4 separate regions of the Mus musculus genome follow, and all the other regions are linked to region 3. The links are chromatin contacts, called in public Micro-C and promoter capture Hi-C maps. All regions are on one chromosome and are shown on one strand. The core of a region is the stretch at or near the end of the contact, and the rest is flanking DNA. Distances in the headings are between cores, read along the strand shown. Region 1 holds the start of Cited1 (Cbp/p300-interacting transactivator with Glu/Asp-rich carboxy-terminal domain 1). Region 2 holds the start of Ercc6l (excision repair cross-complementing rodent repair deficiency complementation group 6 like). Region 3 holds the start of Nhsl2 (NHS-like 2). Region 4 holds the start of Pin4 (protein (peptidyl-prolyl cis/trans isomerase) NIMA-interacting, 4 (parvulin)).

The links. Promoter capture Hi-C pulls out the DNA fragments that hold promoters and counts their contacts. Hi-C and Micro-C count contacts between places; a contact is called where the count stands out from the background. Capture Hi-C pulls out chosen DNA fragments and counts their contacts.
Region 1: a Micro-C map of embryonic stem cells shows a contact between it and region 3, with 8 times the contacts expected there. The contact joins the promoter of Cited1 here to the promoter of Nhsl2 in region 3. A contact is called at or near these places in 2 of 39 promoter capture datasets (embryonic stem cells and neural stem cells), 3 of 484 Hi-C or Micro-C datasets (all in embryonic stem cells) and 2 of 115 datasets of contacts at active chromatin or transcription factors (both in embryonic stem cells).
Region 2: a promoter capture Hi-C map of adipose tissue shows a contact between it and region 3, with 2.6 times the contacts expected there. The contact joins the promoter of Ercc6l here to the promoter of Nhsl2 in region 3. A contact is called at or near these places in 5 of 39 promoter capture datasets (the 3T3-L1 cell line, embryonic stem cells, hippocampal neurons and 2 more), 1 of 115 datasets of contacts at active chromatin or transcription factors (embryonic stem cells) and 1 of 9 other capture datasets (adipose tissue).
Region 4: a promoter capture Hi-C map of 3T3-L1-derived adipocytes shows a contact between it and region 3, with 2.4 times the contacts expected there. The contact joins the promoter of Pin4 here to the promoter of Nhsl2 in region 3. A contact is called at or near these places in 10 of 39 promoter capture datasets (the 3T3-L1 cell line, 3T3-L1-derived adipocytes, cranial neural crest and 5 more), 2 of 115 datasets of contacts at active chromatin or transcription factors (embryonic stem cells and extraembryonic endoderm stem cells) and 1 of 9 other capture datasets (adipose tissue).

What each region holds. Positions count from the first base shown.
Region 1 is chrX:102,250,824-102,253,552 of GRCm38.p6, forward strand. Cited1 (Cbp/p300-interacting transactivator with Glu/Asp-rich carboxy-terminal domain 1) reads right to left here and starts at 1,358. Exons shown (of 3, transcript NM_001276466.1): 1 at 1,211-1,358. Gm14858 (predicted gene 14858) reads left to right here and starts at 1,828. Exons shown (of 3, transcript NR_040285.1): 1 at 1,828-2,201; 2 at 2,657-2,729.
Region 2 is chrX:102,155,640-102,158,417 of GRCm38.p6, forward strand. It overlaps Ercc6l (excision repair cross-complementing rodent repair deficiency complementation group 6 like), which reads right to left and starts at 1,452. Exons shown (of 2, transcript NM_146235.3): 1 at 1,269-1,452. The coding sequence starts at 1,336.
Region 3 is chrX:101,848,123-101,850,822 of GRCm38.p6, forward strand. Nhsl2 (NHS-like 2) reads left to right here and starts at 1,263. Exons shown (of 8, transcript NM_001163610.1): 1 at 1,263-1,725. The coding sequence starts at 1,446.
Region 4 is chrX:102,118,105-102,120,804 of GRCm38.p6, forward strand. It overlaps Pin4 (protein (peptidyl-prolyl cis/trans isomerase) NIMA-interacting, 4 (parvulin)), which reads left to right and starts at 1,365. Exons shown (of 4, transcript NM_027181.2): 1 at 1,365-1,460. The coding sequence starts at 1,418.

The sequences.
Region 1 (2,729 bases), core at 108-2,607, 400 kb after region 3:
ACCCGCAGCGTCTCCGCGCGCGGGGGCGCACTTTGGCGCCAGCGGCAGTGGCTCGCGCGCCTCACAGACACTTCCGAGCGCCCTCGGAGCGTCCGCTGCTGCCGCTGCTCGCAGCTGGCTAGCAAAGATTCGAGGTGCCGAGGTGGGTGCGATAACTTAACCCAAGGTCACAACGTTAAAAGTGGCATGGTTCAGACTAGCTGTCCCGCCCCTGATCAGGCTCCCCGTGAGGCAGAGGCTGGGCGCCGCGCGGCCGCTTCCCCCGAGAGGGGCGTGTGCACGGGGGTCGTGCTGCGTGGGGAAAGCAAGTTGCCAGAATGTTCCAACTTGCAGCACGCAGCTTGGCTGAGTTCAGCCAGAAGCCCTTCTCGCTTCCAGCCCCCCAGGAAACAAGAGCTTTGTGCGGCCCCCGAGCGGCCTGATGCAGTCCTGGGTATTGGCAAAGTCGGGGAAGCAGAGCCGGAGAAAGCGCGGGCGCCGGAGTGGATGTGCTGCGGGTTTCTCCGGACAAGTGGGCTCCGCGTCCCGCGGGCCGGCCCGGGCTGCCGCCCCTCTGCCCGGCAGCTCCGGCAGCAAACAAGTCCCCCAGCCCCGCGGCCAGCTTGGCCGCCTCCGGTGCCCTCGGCCCCTGCTGCCCAGCCCAGCGTCCTGCCGGGCGGCCCGGCTTACCTCCGCGAAGCTGCTTGCCCGGGAGAGGAAAGCTCACAGGAGCTGAGGTACGGACGAAGCGACCTAGCCCCGAGCCCCCTTGGCACGCACACTGCCGCCGCCGCCGCTAGCCACTCGCTTCAGAGTCCCCAGCCGCACGGGCGGCCACGCGACCCCAGGGCGCCTGGGAAAAGCCTGCACCGCCGCGCCGCGCCGCGCCGCCGCACCGCACCGGGCAGCGCCGAGCTGCCCCGACCCGCGCTCTTGCCGGCCCGCAGCTCCGGCGCCCGGACTCCGGGGCGGTGGCGATCACAGCCACCACGCTTGGTTCTCGGCGCGGGGACCGGGCTCTTAAGCCCCCACTGCCTCCCGTAGAGCCCTGGCGCACAAGCACACAGCAGCAGGCTGGCCTCGGCTAGGAATCCCAGGAAGGACAGACCCCTTTCCCCCCTTTTTTCCCTCTCCCCCCAATTTTCACGTCTTTATAACCAGCTTAGAGCATTATTAGCACATGTCCTGGCTCGTGGGCGAGTTGGTGGCAAAATCTGAACTGGATACTTACGGAGGGCCCGAGTGGGTGCTGTGCCTTCCTCGCGTCTGGTCCTCTCTGCCAGGAGCAGCCCCGCGCCGATAGGTTGTGGGAGGAGCAGCCGGGCGGAGCTAGCTTCCTCACCGCAGCTCGGCAGCGCACTTCTGCAGCTGTGCCGCCGGGAACATTTTATAGCGGCGGGCTGGCGTGTGTGGCCCTTTAAAGGCGCTCGAGCTGGTGCAGTCACCGTGGATCTTGTGAAAGCAAAGGGCGGGCTAGGGAACAGAGTGCGTGCGTCCCCTCCTGTCCCTCAGCCCTGGGGGCACGACGCAGCTACTGGGGTGGGGCTGATGGTCTCTGATTATGGTCACTTCTCGCCCAGTGCTCTGGCCTATACTTGTTTTTCTAAAACTAGTGACAGCCCGAACCTGGGACGTGGGCTCTCCCCACCACCCTGCATGGACTTGCCCAATAAATTCCACTTAGTAATTTTACCGAGGCGAGGGAGAGCTGTTAGTGTCTGTTTTCTGACCTAAATCAAGTGGGTCGCCAGGACGGGCTTCAATGGATAGAGAGAAGAGCTGTTGGCTTAGGGAAAGGTCCAGAAGAGGGACTTGCACACGGGACGGTGTAGGCAAGGCACGGGTCTTAGTTTTCTGCAGGGCTTCCTCCGAGCCGGTTTGCTCTTTTTGAGCTATGTCTTCTCATCGTGGAATGGCCGAGGTTGGCGTGTCCCTTACCCCCTAAACTCCCTACATTTTGTGCAGGGGCACTTAGAGAGATCATATGGCAGCGGTGGCTTCCCTCAAGGCCCAAGGTTGGTTTCAAGGCTTTCTGTCCTGTGGTCATCCAGGGCAGAAGGAGGCTGGCAGGATGCGACGACGCTGGGAAATGCTGTTCTACCGGACCGTGGGGCTAGGTGCATGCATGCAACTCACATGGCTCACGGAAAAGCCAAGAACAGGCAGCGGGTTCGAAAAGATTGCCACTGAGTTCGCAGAGATTCCTCTTGCCACGATGCCAGGTTATTTTATTATGATTATATAATTATTCACATCTAGCAAGAATAACATCTTGCACGTAGAGCACGTCTCTTGTGTTGGTAAGGTGTCTTACAATCCTCACTGAAAGATATCTGGGGCTTCTCATTTCAAGGCATGTTCCCTGTGGGTAGAAACTCTCACCTCATTCACCCCTTGCAGGAAGGCCACCAGGATTACTGTCCTCTAATCAAGCCTCCCCCATTCCCACCCTACACCCCCCCCCCCACCGTCCACACACACACTCCTTCCATTCAACAATTCAGTTTATACTGTTTGGAAAACATTGTCGTTTGAAAAAGTACGATGTTAAGGAAAAGGGGGTGTGAGTGGGGGGAGGACTGTTACAGAGTCATTTCACTGTCTGTGTCTTGTGTCTTTTTAGTTGGCTTTGATGACCTGAAGATCTTTTTTCTTTCTGATTTTTTTTTTTTTTTAGGATCGCAAAGTGTCCTTAATTTGCTCTTCTAACAGAGTCGTGTTTGTTGATGAAATGACCGGCTTGCTGACAA
Region 2 (2,778 bases), core at 202-2,701, 310 kb after region 3:
CACTGACTGATCGTTGATTCACTGGAACATGGTGCTATGTACCTGTAATTCCATCACTATGTGGACTCAGAGAGAAGGATAGAGTTCAAGAGCAGCCTGCCTCAAAAAAAAAAAAAACAAAAAAAAACAAAACCTATGCCTGGCAGTGATGGCGCTAGCCTTTAATCCAAGCACTGAGCAAAAGTTAGTGGTATGTGGGTCTCTGTGAGTTCAAGGCCAGCCTGATCCACACAGAGAAACCTTGTCTCCAAGGAAAAAAAACCCTACAAGTTAACAACATAAATCTACATACTGTAGAGAGGACTCTGTAGTTAAGAGGACTAGGTGCTTGCTCTTTCAGAGGACTCTGGTTCAGTTCCCAGCACCCACATGGTGGCTCACAACCCTCTGTATCTTCAGTCTCAGGAGGGGATGGCACACACCCCATTATAGTTGTGATCTTTTTTCCTCTACTTAGGGGTGGTTTTGAGCAACCTTTTCATGTGCCTGTTTGCCATTATGTGTTTTTTAAGAGAAATGTCTACAAATCCTTTGCTAATATTTTATGTAGTCTTTTAAAAATTATATAGGCATAGACGGGTGTTTTGCATATGCGCGCGCGGGGCGGGGGTGGGGGGGCGCATGTACATCACATAGGTACCAGAACATAGGATCCTGTAGGACTGGAGTTACATAATGGTTGTGAGCTACTATGTGGGTGCTGGGAATTGAACCTGGGTCTTCTGGAAGAGCAGTCAGTGCTCTTAACCTCTGAGTCATCTCTCCAGCCCTGCACTACAATTTTTAATAGTTAAATATTCCAACCTAGGCATCTGGTGAAAGCGTATTCATTCACTGGGCTTAATGGTTCCTTTGGGGGCATATGTCTTCCCTTCGTAACTGGACCCCCTTTCTTTTAATGGCAGCACTCTGGTCGGGAAATAAAACATTTTACAGCATCCATCAAACACCATAAAGTATTTCTGTTTCAGATCCCATTTTCACTACCCAATTGCTAACAACTTAGGGACTATTTTTCCTCTTTTCTCCCAGGTCTGGCGGTTGGCGAGTTAGAAAGACTCAAAGATTTCATCAGTTAATTAAAATTCAGGCTCTTAAAGAGTTCATACTCAAGAGTTATTTGACTTACGAGTGACTTGGCAGGGCGAGCTCCCCGAAATAGAAATCTGGTCAAAGCCACAGCAGATCCTAGGGGGAGGTGGGAGCCACTCCACCTCAACCCCAGGCCAGGGACTGCAAGTTCGACCCGTCCGGAGACCCAAACATACCTCAGGTAACTCTCGGCCAGTTGTGGGCTCAAAGTCTCCACTTCCGCTAAGCCTTGGGAAGCCTCCATGGCCAGGGAATCCGGAGAGCCCAGGAAAGGAGACTCCCAGTTAAAACCGCGCTTGAATTTCGCTCGCTCCCGCCTTACCCAGGCTGGGCTCACGCACTAGACTGGTAGAGCCAACTGCCCGCCTCGCGGCGGGCCAATCCGGGATCTGGCGCTCGAGCGCGGTTTCCTGAGCCCCGCCCAGGAAGGTCTTGCGCCTGCGCCCTCGAGCACTGGCGCTAGCTAGCTACGTTAGCTAGAGTGGCCTTACGTTTTGGGTTTTTTTTTTTTTTTTTTTGGAGGGGGGGGGGGCTGCTGATTCACGTGACCGGTGGTGGTTTCAGTTCCGTCCTAACTGCGTGGCGGTGAGTGTGAATGTTGAGTAATGAGAGCGAAGGGAAGGAGTTAAGAGCGTGAGTAAAATGCGCGCTTGTTTCTCTTGTCCTTGTGAGTGGAGGCTGTCTTATTGTACTGGCCCATAGAGGTCTCCATTGCCCCCTTTTCCTCCCCGCCAGTGCCTGGCACTGAACATACTTGGAATTCACACACCTAGAAGTGCAATCCTGCAACTTAAAGCTGACACTGAAGAAGGATTTTCAAAGACAAAGCCTAAGCCGCTCGTGGTGGTGCACACCTCTGATAACAGTGCTTAGGAGGCAGAGGCAGGAGGATCTCAAGATCTAGTCCAGACTGAGCTTGCATATAAACAAGACCCTGTCTCAGAAGTACACACACAAACACACACGCCCTTATTTACGCAATACCAAATAGAGTAGAGGTTATTTATGTATTTGAGAGGTTGGGAAGGGGACATGATAAGAGTTGAATGGGAATGAATGGCTTACAGATTACTCATATATGAAATGATGAAAAAATTAAATGTAAAAAAATAATAATAGCTAGATTTGGTGGCACAAGCCTGTTGGGTTTCAGATCCGGGACAAGTAGCTGAGGTGCATATATAACATACCAAAGTGGACCTGGCCTTCAGGTTCTCCCACCATCCTTCATCCTTGTTACAGGGCATGACTGGCAAACCCCACCCTCTACACTGAACTTTCCAACCCAGAGGCTGGGCCACCCAGCAGCTCTTCATTATGTAATACAGACCTTTTTGGTTTTCCCTCTCTTTTCTCTCTGCATGCCTGCTTTCTCTCTCCCCCTTCTCTGCCTATCTTTCCATGGTGACTTCACTGACACCCCCCTCCTGTATGGTGAATGAACCTGCCTGGAGGCTGCCCCCAATAAACCTGCCTTTATACTTTAATTTGGCCTGAATTGGCTTATTTTGTTCGTGGAGATACCAAAGCCTAGGGTTCCAGCACCTTTGAGGTTGACGCAGAAGGATTACAGATTCAAAATCCATTCAGGCCAACCCAAGCCACTTAGTGAGACCCTGTGAGTGCTGGGGCTATATCTCAGTAGTAGAGCATTTGCTTAGCTCTGTGACTCTATGGCTTCTTTCA
Region 3 (2,700 bases), core at 13-2,512:
GTTACCGAGAGCTGTGAGCTGCCAGGTGGGTGCTGGAAATTGAACCCAAGTCCTCTGGAAGAGCAGCCAGCGTTGCTGTTAATGATTGTACCATCTCTCCAGCCTGCATAGAGCTTTCTTGAACTGTCTAAGGAACAATTAACTTTTCTGAAGCAAAGAATGGAAACAGTCCACATTGTGTTAGTGTGGGCACAAGTGTTTTGTTTAAAAATATTTTGCTAATAGATTCTGTGGGCTTATACTCAACAGAGCATATGTAGGATGAAAAGGAGCACAGCCCAAATGAAAGCAGAGCAGTGGAGAAACCATTGAAAGTTCAGTGTGAGCAGCTTTGGGTGGAAATGTCCCAAGTGCATGCAGACATAGAATACACTAAAGGTACTCTACTTGTCTGAGCACATTTTACCTTCTACAGTTGAGAGAAATCGGGGCTGTCTGCACTGAAAGCACATCTCAGCTCCTGAAACCCCTCTTCTGGGATACTACAGGAGCTCATTGTGCCCCCCAAAGGAAACAGATCGGTGTTCCCTTTTGGCACAAAATGCAAACTGGATCCCTCAATCCCAACGAAATAAGTTACTCCACAAAATGGGTTTGTATTTATTCGCTCTTGCCTTTACAGTTCCACAGTGCTAGGGTCACTTCCCTCCTGGACAGTCAAATAAGATACTTGGTTCTCTCTCCTCTGATTCTAAGGTTCTGGCCGCTAGCTTGCTCAATGGAGACTGGTGCGTGGCAAGGAGTATATTTTAGAAGGAAAACTAGATGCATGAAGCCAGACTTCGTGTCTCTGCTGTGACTCGCTCGTATGTACGCCGGTGTGTCTGCATTGTTCAGTATTTACAAAGAAAGTTAAGTTTAAAAAACAAAGCAGAAAACAACCTTAACCCGGGTTAAGGTACTGGGCCTGAAGCTCCTCAGGAGGACCCGGGCACATTTTGCGCACCGACCATCACAAACACACATTCACACAGACTTCCCTCGGTTAACTCTCAGCTTCTTTCTACTCTTCTTTCCTTTTTTTTTTTTTTTCCTTTTCTTCTCTCCCGGATCAAGCGTTAATCTGCGAATTTTTGACCGCAAAAGAAAGAAAGAAAGAAAGAAAGAAAGAAAGAAAGAAAGAAGAAGAAGAAAGGGGATGGTGGGGGTGGGGTGAGGAGGAATCCCGAAGTAGCTGAGTGAGCTGAGCGAGGGAGGAGGAGAAAGCCAGGGAGGAGGAGCCCAGTGGAGCAGAGTCAGAGGGACTGGTGGCTCCTGCGAGTGTGCAGCCCGCGGGGAGCCGGCGCTGCAGGCTGTGAAGCCGCCTGCCCGCACAGCCGCCCGTGCCTCTCGCTCGCCCGCGCCCGCGTCCCGGGCCCTGCTCCACCAGGACCGCCGCTGCCTCTCAGGATTCCCGAGTGCCACAAGGCTAGCGGACCGGGTCGGTCCCCGCGCCCGCGCCCGGGATGCCGTTCTACCGGCGCACTGTGGTGCCCCAGCGTCTGTGCCCGCGCAACCCTCCGCAGCCGCTGGCTGAGCTCCGCGACGTGAGCCACCTGGCCGCGCTCAGTCTGCTCCGCCAGCTCGCAGACCTCTGCGGCCACTCGCTGGCTCTGCTGGAGGACCTCGAGGGGCACCTGCTGGCTCTGGGGCGCCGCACCGACAGCCTGTACCGGCGCACCGTCCGGCTCCGCCGCCGCCTTCCCTGTCGCCTGCTTGGCCCGGAGGATGATGAAGAATTGCTAGGTAAAAGGCGCGAGGCGCCCGCGACCCTCTCCCACCCGCCTCTGGGGATGTCCCGCTGGGTCTGCCCGTGGCCGCCCCTCAAAGATCGAGGGACACGGCCTCCAGGACGCCCTCCCGCCGTCCGATCCTTCCGGGATCCGCTCGCCCGGTCCCGAGTGGCCCTCTGCTTAGGTCTGGGGGCTGCCGCCACCTCTGGAGTGCTTGGTGGAGAGGGAGGGGATCCGTAGGGTCCTGGGCGGCGCAGACCAAAGAGTCCCGGTGGCTCCGGGAACCGAATGGCCGTGCCTGCGTCTCTCCTGATGGGCCACTTTGGAAATCGCGCCCGAGCTGCCCGCCTGCCTCCCGGGCGGCGGGGGCCGCTGCAGCCAGACCCGTGGGACCTCGTGCCGGACTGCGAACGGGCTTCCCGCGCCCAGCCGTCTCCGAGCTCCCTTCCCGCTCGCTTCTCCCCGCACACTCCGCGTTGCCTCGCTGGGAGTGGCCGGCAGGGGGAGGGGAGACTGCCCAGGGCTTAGCGGATTCCATACCCCAAACCCCCGCCCCAGCCGCTAAGGTCCGGCTGCCCAGATTTGCGGGAGAGAACCATTTAAAGAGACTGTCATCGGTTTTCTTAAAAATGTGCTCGCCAGCCATGCCCGAGAAACGCCAGGTCCCGGGAGTTTCCTTACTGAACACTAGGAACCTGTGAGACTGGAGGCGGGCGGGAGCTCAGGCTCTTTACTACTTTGGATCTCAACACTTTGGATAGGGAGGACCTCTTCTGCAAAAAACGCAGCGTTCCCTTAGAATGTGGGACTTCTCTTAAACGGGGTCGGGGCTGAGTATGTTTAAAAATGCTGAGAGTAGAGGAGGAATGGCAGGTAACAGGGCCAATTGCCACCTAGGGAAGGCTAGGAAGGGGTGTCGGGGGAGCAGTGTGCCAGAAAGTTTCAGAAGGAGGTGGAAGATGGCTACTTGCTGACTTTTGAGGGAGGC
Region 4 (2,700 bases), core at 115-2,614, 270 kb after region 3:
CCAAGTGGCACATGATTCCCACCACTTGAGAGGCAGAAGCAGGAGGACATAGTAAGTTCCAGAACAGTCTAGGCTACTAAGCAAGACCTGGTCTCAAAAAGAGAGACTGAGTGAGAAAGAGAGATCAAGAGCACATTGGGATGCAAATTCAAAAGCTATTCATCTTAAGTAAACGCCCCCAGTTAGTCATCGACTATGAAATTATTTCTCATGATACTCCATAAGCAGATACTTTAACAACACCATCTCGCAGAAGATGGAAACTGAGCCCAAGAGCGTCTTCAAGGTCACAGGACTAGTAGAAGGGGTTTTAAAGCAGGTCATGTGCCTCCAGAATCCAAGCTTTAAATTGCCTTATGCTGTGCTGTCATACAAACTTTGAGCTGGAAGGTGGTGGCACATATCTTAAGCCCCAGCAGTTAGAAGATAGAGGCAGGCAAATCTCTGTGAGTTCCAGGACAGCCAGGGCTACATACAGAGAAACCCTGTATCAAAAGAAAAAAGAAAGGAAGCAAAGAAGGAAGGAAAGAGAAAGGAAGGAAGGAAAAAAGAAAAGAACTCTGGAAAAATACAGAGACATGAATACTATATAGATTGACACGAGTGGTCACATGCTATCCTGCTGAACAGCATTAATGCCTTGTTTGTCTTTTAGGTGCATAGATTATGTTCTCCAGGATATATAACTTTAAAAAATCACATTCTACATCTTGGTCTATAATCTTCCTTAAGGCTATTTCTGTACACACAGCTTATAATCGTTATTTTAAAATTAATTTAGGCTGCTTCCAATGTTTCTCCATGACAGACTTCTGCCTGTCACAGGCAATGGGATGATAGGCTTTAAAAAAAAAATTCCATCTTTTGTACCCCATCAACTACTGCTGCAAAAATATAAACAAACAAGTAAGTAAGAAAAGCCATTAGGGAGTGCAGGTCTGTGTCAGTCGGAGAGAGGACGGAAGAAGGCCATTATCTAAACTCCCTCTGCTGTCCCTTTGTCTAGAATCCCCAAAGCAAAAGCCCACGCCAAAGAACTGCAGTGGCCTGAGGCTCGCACTGCGCATGCACAAAAAAGTGGGCGGGGCGAGAGAGAGCAAAGAACAAGTGCAAATGAGGGCAAGTAAAAGCTTTGAAGAACAGAATAGAGGCTGCGCTTTCTCGTCTCTGGGCAACCTTTGTTCCCGCCTCCCCGTAAGGCTTCGGCTTCTCATTGGTCTAACATCTCTAGCTCCTATAGGTCAAAGAACCAAAGGACTGGGTCTGTTCCAAGCTATGCCTGATTCTGGAACCGCAGCAGAAATAGTTGATTGTGACGCTGCTTTCAGGCATTGCGGAGGACATACCTGTGGGGCCTGAGGGGTCCTTTTGCTAGCACCGGAACAGTTGCCGGAGAGTTCATCCGCCAGCTTAAGAGATGCCGCCGAAGGGGAAAAGTGGTTCTGGAAAAGGAGGGAAAGGTAGACCTGCCGAGACAGTCATGGAGCGAGCGTAGGGGTGGATGGGGAGAAGGACAGGAGTAGACCTGCAGCTGTGTGGGGTGGGGGAGGGAGGTGATCATAAGCCGGACAGCAGGGCCACCGGGAGCACCCTGAGCCGCTGTGGTTTATGTTTGGGCTTCTTGTGGTAAGGAAAGATCAGTGCGTGAGGAGCTGCTGTGGTTCAGGGTATCCATGAGGTTTCAGTGCAGGGACCCTCGTGGCGGGCAATAGAAGCTGCTGGGGATGGTTCCTCGTGACCTGGGGTTTATTCCCACTAAAATTGAATCTGATGAAACGCCAGCAATAAAAGGAAGCCTACACTAGTGATCAATCTAGTCCATCTAGGCCTCTTAACAACTAACAGGACGTACCTCCCCCCCCCTCCCCTCCCCTACACACACACATGAGGAGGGACTCGCTTCTTGAAGACCGTTGTTGGGGACAACATTGTGCTTTCAGGCTAGAAAACTAAGACAACTCTTATTCATCGCTGGACAATGTGGGGAAGATAGTAGCCTCTAAGTACTGTGCCGAATGTAGTTGTGAGAGTTATGTTATAGAAGGTGGAAAGAGGGTAAAGAAACAAACTGGAGATACTTTGGGCAGGCTGAGATAAGCAGCAGCAATAGGGTAAAGAGTCCTCAACCCGGAGAGGCCAGCCCCAAAGGCAGTTTAGTATAGCATCGCTGAAGTAAAACTTCAAAACAAATAAGCAAGTTGGGGAAATTAAAACAGAAGAAAACTAAATCATGAGGTGTGCTGTATATGGTGTTAATTAAGGTTGGTTAGGGGCCAGGAGGTCCTTTAAAGAGATGATTTCAAGCCGGGCAGCGGTAGCGCACACCTTTAATCCTAGCACTTGGGGAGGCAGAGGCAGGTGGATTTCTGAGTTCGAGGCCAGCCTGGTCTACAGAGTGAGTTCCAGGACAGCCAGGGCTACACAGAGAAACCCTGTCTTAAAAACAAACAAACAAACAGAGAGGGGAGAGTAGTGAGGGAGAGAGAGAGAGAGAGAGAGAGAGATGATTTCAGTAGTTCTGGTAAGAGAGAGAGTTGGCCTGAACTAAGATTGTGGTTGTAGGAACCCAGAGAAGAGACAAATAAATGGAGTGTAGTAGAGTGATACCCCAGAGGTCCAAGGAACCAAGATGTTGTAAAGAAAGGTCTGAGAAATGGGTGAGGCACTGCAGAGACATGCCACAGCAGTGGGAGGCTGAGG